Regions from separate parts of the Drosophila melanogaster genome. Here region 1 is linked to region 2. A link is a contact called in public Hi-C data. All regions are on one chromosome and are shown on one strand. The core of a region is the stretch at or near the end of the contact, and the rest is flanking DNA. Distances in the headings are between cores, read along the strand shown.

Region 1 (3,242 bases), core at 592-3,091, 1.0 Mb after region 2:
TTTAAGGCAACATGTTCGTGAGTTTTATGATCATACGCTTTAATGACCTGTCCAAAGCTACCTTTTCCGATTATCTTTAGCATTTCATACCGATATGCTACGTGATCATGCGGTACATGAATGTAAGCGCCTTGTTCATTGTCGTATTCAGAATTATTTGGGCCATAGACTCCTGGGCGCTTCTTAGCGTTGGCGCCAATAAAATATATCTGCGGATAAGTTAGTATTTCTGTTCGCTCGTATGGAGTTAGTTTATTCATATATAAAATCATTACTTGTTGTGGGGAAACTACCAGAACCTTCGGTTTCTCGTGTAATTCACATTTTTGTTGGCCAGACATAATAATTTGTTCGTGAAATAAAAAGGTGTGGTTTTCCATTACAGAAGATTCTTTGACTGAAATTAGCGATTCACATTCGGGTTCCGACTTTGATTTCGAATTTTCCGAAATCGTACGCAAAAACAACCCAGGAACATCTTTTGTCTTTGATGGAGATGTTACATTAGGCAACGATATTGCTATAATTTTTAATTTAATTAAAAGGATCATTTAAATACTTATTAGTGACAAAAAATTTTTTACCTTGAATAGACTCTGAAATTTCGCAGCAATCGAAAATGGGTAAAATTTGAATATCTCCAGGGTAATTGGCAATATTATTTGATGGCTGCGTGGGAAAGTCTTCTTTACTATCATTGAGCATTGCCAATGGTTCAAAGCATCGGGTTAAATATTGTAATCCACTGTCCCGGTATTGATGACGGTTGGCTTTTTCAGTATTATTTTGAGCGATACCAGTATGTGTTAAATTTTGGTTAATCATCTGAATTTGTATCTGAGGTAGTGATGTAGGAGGTGAAAGTGCTTTTGAGAGTTGTGTGTTTTCCAGATGAGTTGTGTTTAAATTATTTTTGTCTGTTGCGGGTGTTTCAGATAATTCGATATGATTGTTTTTTTTTTCTTGAGAACCGACCATAGTGCGCTTGTTTATGGTAGTTATTAAATCCGATTTTATGTAGATTGTTATAAATTAGTTTATTACATTTCGGGTGTTCCCAGGATACAGAATTATTTAATGTGTTTTATAACAACACAGTTTTCATTAAACTAGTTTGCCGCAACTGGAATAAGAAATATTTGGTTTAATAACGATTGTGTGCCTTAATATACATTTTAGTCGGCAATGCACTCTACTTTAAAAAAATATCCTATTATCGTATCAAAATTGATTTTGTTTTTTAACTTTCCGATCTTGGTTTTTTCTAAATACTTTTTATTTGTGTAAATAGTTTGTATATATGTACTTACATCTGCATATACATAACGAACAGTTGAAAGGCACAGCCAAAATAAATAGTAATATATATTGAGGTTATAAACTTCGGCACTTGTGCTTAAATTTATTATTTTTGTATTGCTATACCTTTAATTAATTAAATATAATAATACCTTAATAAGTATATTGTCAACACTTAATTGAGTTTATGTCCATGTACATACATACATATATGTACAAATATTGCACATCGATGAAGACTGTATCAGAACAGTTTGATTAAACATTAACCGAGAGCTATAATATTTGATGTATTGCAATGATTTGTATTGTATACTTTACAAATAGGTAAAACCAGATATTTGTTTATCGTACAATTTCATTTGAATACACAATTTTCAAAGCGACCCGAACAAAGAGAAGAACAGTGTGACCGTGTTAAAACAGTTTTAACATGCCACCTGGCTCACATGTACTCACAATAGCGTTTGAAGCACGTTTTATAACCATAATCAACGGAGTACCATATAAAATGACTTCGGTGGTCCAGAATAAAGTTCTTTAGAACTTGTTTCGCAACTCAAACATAGGAACCACTTAGCATACAACAGCTCTAATATCAAAGTTTGTGACGAAAATTGAATAAATCAATACTTAGTCCACCGGACCGTTTTCGAGCGGAAATCGACTTTATATATAATTTGCAGGGCAATCGTTTGCCCATATAATGCGAGTCAAATCGTAAGAACACGTGTGGTATTGTAACATACATATATAATTCATGGGAATATTTATTCCTGTTTTCCCATTTTACTATTATGATTTTAAAAAGGTCGTATAACATTTTTTTAGTTTAGATCATTCATGCATGGCCCTAAGAAAGCGTTGTTATTCGCTTATAATGATCATTATGTCATTAGGGTTAATTTTTACGAATGGGCGAAAGAGCTGTTGTTTTAGGACAAATACTTTACTTAATATTTATCAAATCATTATTTGTTGTGAATATTTCTATCGATTTGCCAACAAATATGTATAAGTTAAATCAAGGCAAGTCTCTAATGTCCTAGTATCAATGTTTTGTGCTCATTGTTTATAGTGTTTTATGACTCGAATGCTATTTTGTCAAGCATGGCGGGCAGTAAAACAGTCAAATGCAATGCATATAGTCCAGAAACTAACTTTTGACTCAGATTAATTTTTTAAAGATTTAACTGTTTTCTGTTTTAATTTTTATATAAGTAACGAGTTGACTATGGAGTTCCACCACGTTTTTATTTGTCTTGACAGTTTCTATTGATCTGTAAAAAATATTCCATTTCTTTGAACTAAATAAACTAAGGTAGATATAATTTCCAAAACGTTTATCAAATAGTTATTAAGAAATTCATCTTAACCAAAATAAAAAGTATTTTAAGAATCCCTTCAACTACAAAATTTAGGCATAATTTAAATCTAATTGTGTTTCAGACAGTCCTGCTTTACTTAAATTATTGAAAATCAGAAACTTCTGCAAATCATCAACCAAATCGTCGAAAACAGTAGTTGTAACGGGAGTGCTAAGGTTACCACCATCGAAGTTATCGATAGTTCCATCGATTTTTTTTGCTTCTCCAACTTAACTATTCTTCAAACGGAAATCCATTTATTCATATGTGAAAATAGAGAACTGTATAAATAGAAGTAGATAATTTGTGAAATAAACCTGATGTCGCCTTGAAAATACATAAAAAACTTATATTTTTGTCAATAATTATACTATGAATTTCGTTTGTCATTCACATAGTAAATGAATTCAAAGTTTTGTTATCGTGTAACTCGAATTCATATAAATAGTGATAAAGTTTGTTCATAATTTAAAGCTATATTATAAGCACCATACATTACCGAACGACAAGCATAAATCTAATATTTAAGGTATTTGAAGCAATTAACCTTCCCAAAGAAATTGCTCTATTCTTCAA
Region 2 (3,134 bases), core at 194-2,693:
TTTCCTAAAGATTAATAAAAAAAAAAACACTTATAGCTACTACTACTTGCACAACTTTTTGTTAGAAAATTTTATACGTCAGGAAAATAAACTATGAATGACTACTTGACGGCAATGTTTATAAACGATTTGTACTGTTAGAATAGACAGTCCCCGAAGGATACTGCCAGGCAAGTGAAAGAATCTAAGGCTATGACCGAACTGCACAAGAGCTTAAAGCTTGTTGTTTTCAGTAAAAGTATGTACATAGCCATACCTAGGTGCACAGTTAGTATGTGTGAGGTATGGATTGCTGTAAGCGTTCTTTGCCATTTCAGTTACATTAAACGTCAATAAACTGAAAAAAATAACCATACTTTTTTATACGCATATACAAACACGTACATTTTGGCATTAATCGTCCATATAATCAATAACATTTTACGATGGCTTTCGATGGTTTCAAAAATAATAGATATATATATATATAGAGTTATTAGTTGTAAAAGGCAGGTTTCGTAGGTTTGGATTAATTTTCAAATAGAAAAGTAACTTACTTAGTAATGTCTCAAACTTTTCCAATCAAAATTTTATGTGTGGCTATGTGCGTAAAGATAGCGTCACATGCTTAGTAACAATTATGGAACGGTGGAAATAAAATACGTGGGCCCTTTAAAATTGTTTTTAATTAAAAAAGATTGGACAAAAGTTCCTTTTAAAAGTATCCTGCAAATTGTAGTGTGAGTACACTTTTAGGGATGGCTTCCTTCATTCTTGTATTGTTGTACCAATTTGGAACAGCAAAAAAAATGACTGAAAATATATAAAGTTAACATTTACATATCCTAAAATACTTCCGTTGATTTTGTCTCCAATGTCAATAAAGCAACCGAGAACTTTGAGAATAATGAGAAGGAAAGATATCGTTTATTCCAGGATTCAGTTTTTCTAGTTACTATATTCCATTCAGCATCAGAACCAAAATCGATCCCCGGAAAAGTTTAAATTATTCATTTGGAAGTTAACATGTCGATAACAGTAACGCCTAAATAACCTAAACAGCTACTTTTTTGGTTTGGCATATCTGCCTCGCACTCGCAATTTTAATGCAATTTTCATTGCAAAACAGCAATATATACTCATATTTGCATTCTATGAAATTTATTAATAATATTAAATAAGTTAGTTTTGATATTGGCAATACTAACAACAAAAATTTGTATATACATAAACAATATAATTTTTCGTTTCCGCAAAATAGAAAATAATTTAAAACAATAAGTGCTGTAAGGAACAAAAGAAGATTTTAGACAAATAAAAGGTAAAAAATAGTATTATACATAATACATAGTAGTTGTGGCAGCACGTTGCATATAACTGTGTCTCAAATGTACAAACGATTACGAACTTTCACTATCACATCTGCTAAAAAACCATTTGATAATGGAACTGGGCTATGACAATGATCGATATTTTATGAAAAAAAACGTGTAATATCTATATATATTAATACGAACACACAAAGATAAAATGTTTTTTCCAAGACTTTAAAAAGTGGTTGAACAAAAGTTTGTGAACATTTTAGGATAAGTGCCAATATTATACATAAATCATTCGACTATCTATCACTCTTGGCGCTTTGGAAGATAGACAGGACTTCCTAATAATAACAAAGCTCACAAAAACCTTATTCAACGCTAACAACTCCCCAATCATAAAAAATATTAAAATCATACCGCTCATCAAAACGTCCCCCATACAAATCAGCAATAGACCGAATAATAGAAAAAGCAAAGCCCATTAACTACCATTTAAACAACAAAAAATACCCGCGCAGTCCTTACCTCCCTGGAACACCAATCTCTCCAAAATTGACACAACACTCAATAAGTTCAACGAAAGCAACACGACCCCACAACTTTTCAGGAGACTTTTTACAGAAAAGCAAACGAACGGTCTTCGCAGCAGAGCTTCTAGCCCTTATAGGCCCTAAAAACCAACAAAAATAAAAGAGGAAAATTCTGCATATGTTCAGACTCACTTTCCGCTATTAAAAATCTAAACAACAGCGATCACTACATATCTCACGCACGCAACCTACTACAAAAATTCAATACCAATTTTAAACTCCTTTGGATACTAGGACAAGTTGGAATACAACAAGCCAACCACTTACAACTATTGAATAAGAAATACCTAACCAAGATGAAAAAAACTTGGTTTCAAACATCCAACAAATCATCTTATCAGACTCGGGACATACACTAATAACACACAAGCACTACCTCGACCAAACCCAACAGACAATCAGTCAGTTCTGCAACGACAAACATATTAAATATCCTTAAATACATTTATATCGTCAATCTGTACTACCAGCTATAATGTAACCTTAACAAGATTATTCTATCCATCTAGATGTAAACAAGGAGGAAGGCCTCTGCTGCCGCAGCTTTTATTAATTCACTAGCTCTTAATTTAAATTATTTGTTATTTTATTAGAAATGCTTACTTATATCTCTTATATATTTTTAATGGAATCAAGTATATACATTTATTTTACGACTAACAGTAAAAATTTAGTTTACAAAAGAATTATATATCAAGTAACAGTGTTTATACCCGTTACTCGTAAAATAAAAATGTACACTACATTCGTTGAAAAGTTTGTAACGGGCAAAAGGAAGCGTTTAAGACCATGTAAAGTATATGTATATATTCTTGATAAGGATCAATAACCGAGTCGATCTAGCCATTTCCGTCTGTCCGTATGAACGTCGAGATCTCAGGAACTATAAAAGCTATAAGGTTGGGATTCAGCATACAGATTCCAAAGACATAGACGCAGCGTAAGTTTGCCCATTATGCCACGTCTAACACTTTTGAAAATGTTTAGATTTTTCTTATTTTTATTGTTTGTCTTGCTAATTTTTATCTATATACCACTGTGGCCATGGTTATCCTTTCACCAATAAAACGCCCTAAAGGGTCACGGACGCACTTTTAAAAAATTGATTAAAATTTTGTCTCATATTATTCTCTAATATCTATAGAAACACCAGAAAATTATTAAATTTCACGTTCGCATTGCCACTAGCTGAGTAAGCTGGGTATCTGATAGTCGCGGAACTCGACTATAGCATTATCTCTTGTTA

The links. A called contact is a pair of places that touch in the nucleus more often than the background predicts.
Region 1: a contact with region 2 is called in a Hi-C map of the Kc167 cell line, with 1.8 times the contacts expected there. The contact joins the promoter of Cadps here to the promoter of lncRNA:CR44441 in region 2. A contact is called at or near these places in 2 of 107 Hi-C or Micro-C datasets (the Kc167 cell line and embryo).

The regions. Positions count from the first base shown.
Region 1 is chr4:1,228,996-1,232,237 of dm6, forward strand. It overlaps Cadps (Calcium-dependent secretion activator), which reads left to right and starts at 1,842. Exons shown (of 23, transcript NM_001031858.2): 1 at 1,842-2,019. Dyrk3 (Dual-specificity tyrosine phosphorylation-regulated kinase 3) reads right to left here and starts at 1,718. Exons shown (of 7, transcript NM_001038725.2): 1 at 1,503-1,718; 2 at 1,311-1,425; 3 at 585-1,123; 4 at 1-520. The coding sequence starts at 978.
Region 2 is chr4:193,289-196,422 of dm6, forward strand. lncRNA:CR44441 (long non-coding RNA:CR44441) reads left to right here and starts at 1,444. Exons shown (of 1, transcript NR_123744.2): 1 at 1,444-2,612. Abcd1 (ATP binding cassette subfamily D member 1) reads right to left here and starts at 541. Exons shown (of 10, transcript NM_166736.4): 1 at 257-541.